Regions from separate parts of the Mus musculus genome. Here all the other regions are linked to region 3. The links are chromatin contacts, called in public promoter capture Hi-C maps. All regions are on one chromosome and are shown on one strand. Each heading gives the region's core, a stretch centred on a gene start, on an enhancer-like site or on the middle of the called end of the contact. The rest is flanking DNA. Distances are from core to core; before and after follow the strand shown. Region 1 holds the start of C5ar2 (complement component 5a receptor 2). Region 2 holds the start of Inafm1 (InaF motif containing 1). Region 3 holds the start of Ptgir (prostaglandin I receptor (IP)).

Region 1 (2,700 bases), core at 198-2,697, 660 kb after region 3:
CCGATTCATAACTAGCAAAATTACAGTTTTGAAGTAGAAATGAAAATAACTTTATGGTTTGGGGGGACACTGCAGAGTGAGGAACTGTATTTAAGGGTCATAGGTCGTAGCATCATGAAGGTTGAGAACTACTGTTTTAAAGGATTAGTTCAGTTCCCAGCATCCACATAGTGTCTCCTAATGATTTGTAATGGCTGCCTTGGACACCAAGCCCACACATGCTGGACATACATGCAAGCAAAACACCCATACATATAAAATTATATATAATATGTAAGCTGGGCCCAGGATACAGTGTTTCAGTTCAGTAGGTAGCATGCTGGCCTAACACGCACAAGCCTCTGGTTCAGTCCCCTGCACTGAATAAAATCTCCAATAGTGGTTGGGTGTGGTGGTACATGCATTTAATTCCAGCACTCCAGACACAGATGCAGGCAGACCTCTGGGAGTTTGAGGCCAGCTACTTAGTGAGCTCCAGGTCAGTCCAAGTGAGACTTGGTTTCAAAATAAAACAAATATATACACACAAAGAAACTAAATCTGCATGGTGGATTTAGGAGGTAGAGGCAGGAGGCTCATCTAGTCAAGGAGAGTTTGTGGCTAGCCTGGGCTACATGAGGCCATTCTGGGCTACATGAGCCTCTGTCTGAAAACACAAACAAAAACAAATGAACAAACAAACAAACAACAACAAAAATCCCAGCCAGGCTTGGTAACAAGCATTTGGGAGACGGCCATAGGTGGACCTCCGTGAGTTCAGGCTGCAGAGAGAGGCCAGTTTAAAACCAAAACGAGACAAAAAGGGATGCTCAGTGGTTTAAGAGCATTGGCTGCTGCTCCTCCAGGGGACTGAGGTTTCCTTCCCAGAACCCACAGGGCAGCTCACAACTGTCTGTAGCTCCAGTTCCAGGGGAGCTGATGCAGTTTCCTTGCCTCCACAGGCATGGTGTGTAGCACGCAGATATACAGACAAACCACTCATGCACCAAAGGCAAAAATAAATTAATCTAAAAGAAAGGAAGGAAGGAAGGAAGGAAGGAAGGAAGGAAGGAAGAAAGAAAGAAAGAAAGAAAGAAAGAAAGAAAGAAAGAAAGAAAGAGAAAGAAAGACAGGAAGGAAGGAAGGAAGGAAGGAAGGAAGGAAGGAAGGAAGGAAGGAAGGAAGGAATTGGACATACAGCAGGTGGTGGTCATGTTGAGAGACCCCCACCCCAGGTGACTCCCAGGCAGGTCAGGGTTAAGCAACGCAGCTCAAAACAGAAGTTTGCAGAGTCCAGGGGATTGCCAAATGTGTGGCCTGTGGAATCTGCTTATGTCAACAGGGTTGGAAGGGGAAGTGAGCAGGAAAGGAAGTGGGCTGAGAGCTTGGCGGACTCTAGTGTGTTCTTTCTCCTCCCCCAGCCCCAGCCTTCTGGACCCTTGGGTCTTACACACCTATCTGTTCTTCAGATGCAGGGCTCCAAGGCCTGGGGCCAGAGCCGCCTTCCCTTGTAACGGTGACCTCCGGGAGCTCACATCCAGGAAGCTGTTACATTGCAGTAGAGTCTTCTGGGATGAAATATGAGGGGCTGGGAGACGGGTCAGTGAGTAAAGTGTTTGCCATTTAAACATAAGGATATGCGTTCCAGCCCAGGCTATGGATTTGCCTGGTACAGAGGCACGGTGGGTTGTGTTTGTAACCTCAGCACGGGAGAGTGAGACAGATGGATCTCTAGGGCTTGCTGACCAGCAGGCCTGGGTTAATCAGTGAGCATCTAGAGCAAGTTGAGAGCCTTGGTCTCTAAACACAAGGTGGAAGGAAAGGGAGGGCCCTGGAGAGGTGGTTCATAGGTACCGCTCTCAGCAGCAAGCACTCTCACCTGAGGAGCCCTAGCCCTAGCTCTACTACTGAGCCACACTCCCAGCCCCTCATTGGTGAGTTCTTGGTTCTGTTGAGCCAGGCCCCCAATCCTTTGCTGGAGGATTCTAGGCAAATATCCTAACACTGAGCTGTGCACTGCTCCAGACCTTTTATCATCTTGGCACATCTGTTGACCAGGTAAGTCTCCCATGTTGAGGTGTGGAGAACACTGAGGCCTTTCAGGATGAGAGAGAGAGAGGAGAGGCCTGCATCACAGAATCTGTAGTGCCTTGACCCAGAAGCAATTTCCTCTAACAACATGACTTTATGCTCTAAATATCAACAGAAGAATTTGTGACCGCATCCTTCTCAGCCTTAAGCAAGGCTCAGAGAGAAAGACGACCATCAGGAACTGCTGAGTGACGAGAGTCCATGTCAGGGTTGAGGCCATGTCCTGCTCGGTGTCCTAAGCCTGCACCATGCTGTAGGTGTATAGTTTAAGACAGTGTACTCTAGGGCACACTTTAATTCCCACAATTGGGAAGCTGAGGAAAGCAAATCTGTGAGTTTGAAGTCACTCTGGCCTACGTGAGACCCTGTCTCAAACCCAACCCAACCCAAATCAAACCAAACCAAACCCAGCCACTATAGCCAACTTCTTTTTTGTTCTTGTCATTACTACTACTACTACAAATAATAATAATAAATATCTAATAATAATTTTCACTTTAAATATCTGTGCACATGGGCCTGTGAGAGTCACAGTTTGTATTTGAAGGTCAGAGGCTAGCCTTAATTCTAGAGCTTTCCTTTCTACTTTGAGACAGAGTCTCTTGTTGCTTGTAATGGCAAAGGCCAGCT
Region 2 (2,700 bases), core at 66-2,565, 630 kb after region 3:
GAATATTCCCAGAGGTAAGAGGGTGACGCGATAGGATTTTGAGCTTGAAACTGGATTTTGGTTAGAGATCCTGTAAAAGTAAAACATGGTTAATTAAAGGTAGGAACGACTTTAACTAATGAATGAGCCGGCTCTTAAGACTTATCTGAAGGCAGGGTTAGCGGTTTTGGGTCAGACCATAGTGGGATTTTAGATCCCACGTAGTAGAAGCAAGAGACTGATCTTGGTCACTTTAACGTGATCAGCCAGGTTACTGCTTGTGTTCATCTTTTAGTTCCCCTGCAGTAGAATAAGATGTGGAGCAGAGGCCAGGAAAGGCTGTCAAAGGAATAGTGAGAGTGGAAGCCAAGGACATCTTCGGAAAGGGGCCAGGCCAAACAGGATAGTTTGGGGTCCTGGGAGGAGTGGATGAGCTCATTACACTAGCACTTCCCAGTAGTCAACAGGGTTAGATTGGAGGGGCTCCTGCTTCAGGGGCCTCCTGAGGGTCGAGTAAGCTGGAGGCCAAGTTGTAGGTGGGTTTGACTGAGGTGCGGGATAGGGTGGGTCGGGCAGGCTGGTCCTCCATTTACCGCTTTTTGTCTCCTTAGAGGTGGGCCCCGAGGGCCAGGAGACGGCGGAGATCACAGACTTCCAGAGGGTGCGTTTCTGCAAGGTGGTGGCGGCTGCTCCGCCGCCGGGGGCTGCCCGCTGACAGCGCCAGCAGACCAGGGTGCCTCGCTCTGTACTAACCTTCAGCTCCTCTGCTTCTGCTACACTCCGTCCAGGCCAGGGTTAAACTTAGTGGGGGAGGAAGCAGGTTAGCAACGAGCCCGGCCCGAGGGGAGTCTTCTAAATTCGCTGAGGACCCAGTGGTGCCAGTCCGACCGCACTCGTCTGGTCGAACCCTCGGAGTCAGTCCCTGTGAGGCCTGGGTGTGCAGGAACCTGCAGCTAGGGATTGAATTAAACGCGTGCTACCGCCAACCTTTGAACTGTGCTGCTAGCTGATCAGGCTAGGCTGCTGTGCTTGGCTGGCGGAAGAGGCGGGACGAGAGTGCTCCTCTCATCCTCACACCTCTCTCCTCCCACCCCGCAGGCCGTCTCGCAGTCCTGAAGATGCTGCTGGGAGGGGCGGCAGCGCAGGTTTGCCTGGCTCCCAGGCTGGCTGCTCTCCTCCCTGCAGTCCACCCTGGATCCCTCGCCTCTAGGGAACAGAAGTTTACGCTGGTGCGGAGTTGCTGGGGAAGGGGCCAGCAGGGGTGATGGAGGGAACTGGGTCTCGGAACTCTCGTAGTAGTCCAGGGATGTGAGACTGGGAGGGCCGGGGCCGGGGCTCGGTGGGCGGGGCTAGCGTTCAGAAGCTCCGTAGGCCTCCGGCTTCAACAGAGTAGGAACCTTAGCTCCGGCGGGCAGAGGGATGCTAGTGTGCAGAGCTGCAGTCGGTCGAAGAAGGAAGGGGTTCGATTAGCGCGGAGAGGGCTGAGGTAGAAAACAGGAATAGGCGGTTGGAAATGTGACAGCTAGGGCGGGAGAAGAGCGAGTGGGCGTGGCCTTGAGGGGGTAGAGCTAAGAAATCTTGATAGTGGTGGGTCAGAGGCGGTAGGGGCGTGTCTAGGATGTAGCTGAGCTGGGGGGGGGGTGCTGTCTGACAAGGCGTGGTCCTGGAAGGGGCGTGGCTTGCTTGAGGCGGTCCTGGGGTGGGGGCGGGGTCGGTGCAGGCTGAGTGGGCAGCGCGATGCGGGGCTCGAGCTGCGTGGGCAGTGGTGGCGAGAGCCCGGGTGGTACGGGGCTGAGCGAGGGTCCCCGTGGCCGATGGCTGCGGCTCGCCCCTGTCTGCGCCTACTTCCTGTGTGTGTCCTTGGCCGCTGTGCTGCTTGCTGTGTACTACGGGCTCATCTGGGTTCCCACGCGGCCGCCTGCGGGCCCCGCCGACCCCCTGCCCAGCGCTGCGGCCGCTCCGTGTGCTCGAGCAGCACCGCCCGCCCCGCCTCCGGCCGCACCCGCATCCTGTTTGCTTGGGGCCTCCGGCGGGCCACGACCGCAGCCAGGACTGCCACGGAGTCGCCGCCACAGTCGCCGCCCAGCTCCGGGAGCGACGCGGGAGACCGCGCGCCGAGCGCCTGGATAGTCTGGCCCGCCCCCACCGTGGCCTGCGTCTGTCTATCTGCACCACCGGGCCTCGCCTGCGCGGCGCCGCCTCTCTCCTTGCCGCGGTCCTGATCCTGCCCGACCTTATTCCACCTTGCTCCTTCCCGGGACTCAGCGCTCATCGGCAATAAACTCCAGCCTCAGCTGGCTTACCTGGTCTGTGGTCGTTGGCCTCGGCCGCTGGTCCCTTCTAGCTCCGTGGCCGCGCGGCCTTAAAGGCTTTCCTCTCTCATTGCTCACATGTAATTTTTGGGTTGGAATGGGGAGAAGCGGCTTGCCAGTTTTCGGGGCCATTGAAGGTCAGATACTGTAAAGGCCTTACCAGTTTTCGGGGTGTCATCTCGTATAGCTTCGGAGACAGTGGTGCGTGCTGGAAACTGCAGTTGGTATAGTTTGCAATGGCAGGGGTAGAGGATGTCACCCGTAAGCTAGCTTGTCCTGGTTTGGGTGGTGACATTTGCTGCTTTGGAAGTGTGGAGCATATAGCTGAACCAAACCAAAACTGGTCTGCATTGCTGTTGGTGCCATGTTGAGACTGGTGTAGCTTCTGATAAAGAAGTCATGCGATTGA
Region 3 (2,700 bases), core at 98-2,597:
GGCTAGAGATTGTCTAGTGGAGGAAAAGAAAGCAGAGAGACTTCTTGGAGTACTCAGGAGTACATGGAACACAAAGTCACCATCTGACCCTTTCTGAGCCTCGGTTTTCACATCTGTCAAATAGACACGACAAGTGGAGAGCACAGATGGATGCTGCCCTCCACTCCTCCCCCTGCACCCCAGCTCCGAGGGACACTCACCATGAGAGGCAGGGAGCACACGGCCATGATGACGGTCATGAGGGCCAGCAGAATCAGGTGGTAAACTTCATCCTCTCGTGCCCGAGAGGTCGGTACAAACGAGCCATGGTGGCGTCTCTGTTGGCGGTACATGTGATAGAGGCTGAGAGTGACGGAGCCGTTGCAGAAGAAGATGGAGGTCACCAACAGGGCCATGAGACTGGCGTAGGCCAGGGAGAAGGCACAGCCGCCAGGCTGGGCGGAACGCATGCGGATGAAGCACCAGCTCCCTGGGCAATACTGCTGATGCTCGCCCAGGCCCAGCAGGGGCAGTGAGCAGAAGAGGCAGCAGAAAGCGTAGATGGAAGGCAAGGCAAAGCGGGCGCAGCGCGGCCCGTCCAGCTGGGCGTACAGGTAGGGGTGACTGAGTGCCAGGCACCGCTCCACAGCCATGGCAAAGAGGATGAGCGTGGAGGCCAGGCCGAAGAACGTCATGGCGAAGGCGAAAGTGTCACACAGCATCGTCCCACCGTGGGCCAGGCCCAGCAGAGAGCTGTTTCGAGCATAGGCCACAAACACTGCAGGGCTCAAGAAGCACGTGCCCAGCAGATCCGTCACCGCCAGCCCAGTGACCAACACCGCAAAGGCCGATGGGTGTGACCTCCGTCGGGCACCCAGGATGCCCAATGCCAGCCCGTTGCCCACTACACCAGCCACGAACATCAGCGTGCTGGTGGCAGGTCCTACCGAGTCTTGAACGTAGGTGATATTCCAGCAGGAGCCTGCCATGCCCTGCCACTCTCTGCCACCTGCACTGAGAGGGCTCCCAGGAGTGACAGAAGGGGGTCCAGGATGTCCATCGCTGGCCATCATCTTCATAGGATCTGGGATCTGCCAGTCAATTCCCAGTTGCCCGTGTGTTTCTGTCTTTTGTTTCTGTCTTCTCCTGTGTCTGTCCCTCTCCTGTTTCTTTCCTTCTCTGTCAGGTCCTTGTCCCTTTGTGCCTCAGTGTTCCCTGTCCCCTACCCCCTGTTCTTTCCTCTACACTTCTCTGTCACCTCCTTGACATTTCTGCTTTCTAGACCCTCCAGCACCTCTGCCTTCTGAAGTCCCTCAGTCTCTCCTGTCTGTGTGCGAGTCTGTGTAGATCTCTGTCAGCTTCTCCCTCCTAGGGCCCGCCCTCCCCCTCCCTCCTCATCTTGCCTCCTCGCCCCAGCTTTTTTCATTTCCTCTCTGCCCCGCCCTCCTCCCCCTGTGCTGGTCTCCAGAGGCCCCCTCGGGCTCCCTGCCTGCTTTCCCTGGCTTGTACCCCATCTCCTGCTCTGAGTATCCGTCTCTTGCCTCTGCCTCTCCTCCTGCCTCTTCCTCATACAGTCCACAGCACAGTCACCTGCTGCCACCTCCACCCCCACTCAACCTTTTCTGTTTTTCATACGTGCCCCCTCCCCAGCATCTCATCTCTATGTCTGTCTGTCTGTCTCTACCTCTGTGTCTGTCTGCCCCACCCCTCTCCAAATGCATTCATATCTAAGTCCCTCTTCGTGTTACCTAGTATCAGAACCTCACCACCACCACCACCACCACCACCAACCCAAGGAAGCCAGACAGGTCCTAGTGCTGAGTGGTTCTCCAGCTTAGCCATGGCCTGAACTGTGTGTGAACAGCCTCTGAGAGCTATTCTGGGCTTCAGGCCCTGGGGTTAGGCCCTGGCCCTGGGATTGAGAAATGACCAGGAAATTCCCCCATGATGTAGTGTTTTCCAGACACCATGGAGAGTCCTGGTCCCTGGACACAATTCACTCCTTCCAGGAGTTGAAGAAGGAGGCCGCCTGACCAGACCTCATCCATGGGCTCCTAGCTCAGGACGCACAGTCCATGCATGGTCTGCAGTTCACAGGGCTTTGGTGACCCACCATTAAAGGTTGACCTTTACTTCGCACCATAGCACTTCCAGGCCCCAGTCACCGCTCACGACACTGACTTCCGATACTAACACTTTGGCGATGGATAGCCATCTCAGGCTCCAGCTCTGCTCCCACACACAAGGCTCCACCCATCCTCCCTCAGCAACACCCTCCCCCGACCATGCCGCCTCCCTCAGATCAGTGTCAGCCCAGCTGTCAGTACAGAGGTGATGGGACCTTCACTGACTCCACAGTTCCTGCTGGAGGGTCAGAGGGGACCTTAGAGACCCCAGTCACCTTGTGTGGCTTCCTTTCCTTTCTTTTCTTTTCCTTTCTTTTCTTTTCTTTTCTTTTTTTAAAAAATCTGTTCTTGCTGCTGCTGCTGCTGCTCTGCTGTTTTTTTAAACAGATTTCACGTGGCCAAGGCTGGCCTCAAACTTTCTATGTAACCAAAAAATGACCTTAACCTTAAAAAAGCAAAAAGATTGTGTGTGTGTGTGTGTGTGTGTGTGTGTGTGTGTGTGTGCTTGTGCGTGTGTGTATGGGTGCACCCATTTCATGGTGTAGAGGACAACTTGCAGGAGTCTCAGTTCTCTCTCTCTTCCCCCACCCCGAGT

Evidence for each region. Capture Hi-C pulls out chosen DNA fragments and counts their contacts.
Region 1: a contact with region 3 is called in a promoter capture Hi-C map of liver. The contact joins the promoter of C5ar2 here to the promoter of Ptgir in region 3. A contact is called at or near these places in 3 of 39 promoter capture datasets (cranial neural crest, frontonasal cranial neural crest and hippocampal neurons) and 1 of 9 other capture datasets (liver).
Region 2: a contact with region 3 is called in a promoter capture Hi-C map of adipose tissue. The contact joins the promoter of Inafm1 here to the promoter of Ptgir in region 3. A contact is called at or near these places in 2 of 115 datasets of contacts at active chromatin or transcription factors (bone marrow-derived dendritic cells and large pre-B cells) and 2 of 9 other capture datasets (adipose tissue and liver).

Annotation. Positions count from the first base shown.
Region 1 is chr7:16,242,901-16,245,600 of GRCm38.p6, reverse strand. It overlaps C5ar2 (complement component 5a receptor 2), which reads left to right and starts at 1,447. Exons shown (of 2, transcript NM_176912.5): 1 at 1,447-1,578.
Region 2 is chr7:16,272,307-16,275,006 of GRCm38.p6, reverse strand. It overlaps Inafm1 (InaF motif containing 1), which reads left to right and starts at 1,315. Exons shown (of 1, transcript NM_001136270.1): 1 at 1,315-2,700. The coding sequence starts at 1,717. The coding sequence ends at 2,109. It overlaps Ccdc9 (coiled-coil domain containing 9), which reads left to right. Exons shown (of 14, transcript NM_001382411.1): 14 at 591-965. The coding sequence ends at 694.
Region 3 is chr7:16,905,137-16,907,836 of GRCm38.p6, reverse strand. Ptgir (prostaglandin I receptor (IP)) reads right to left here and starts at 1,347. Exons shown (of 2, transcript NM_008967.3): 1 at 201-1,347. The coding sequence starts at 1,052.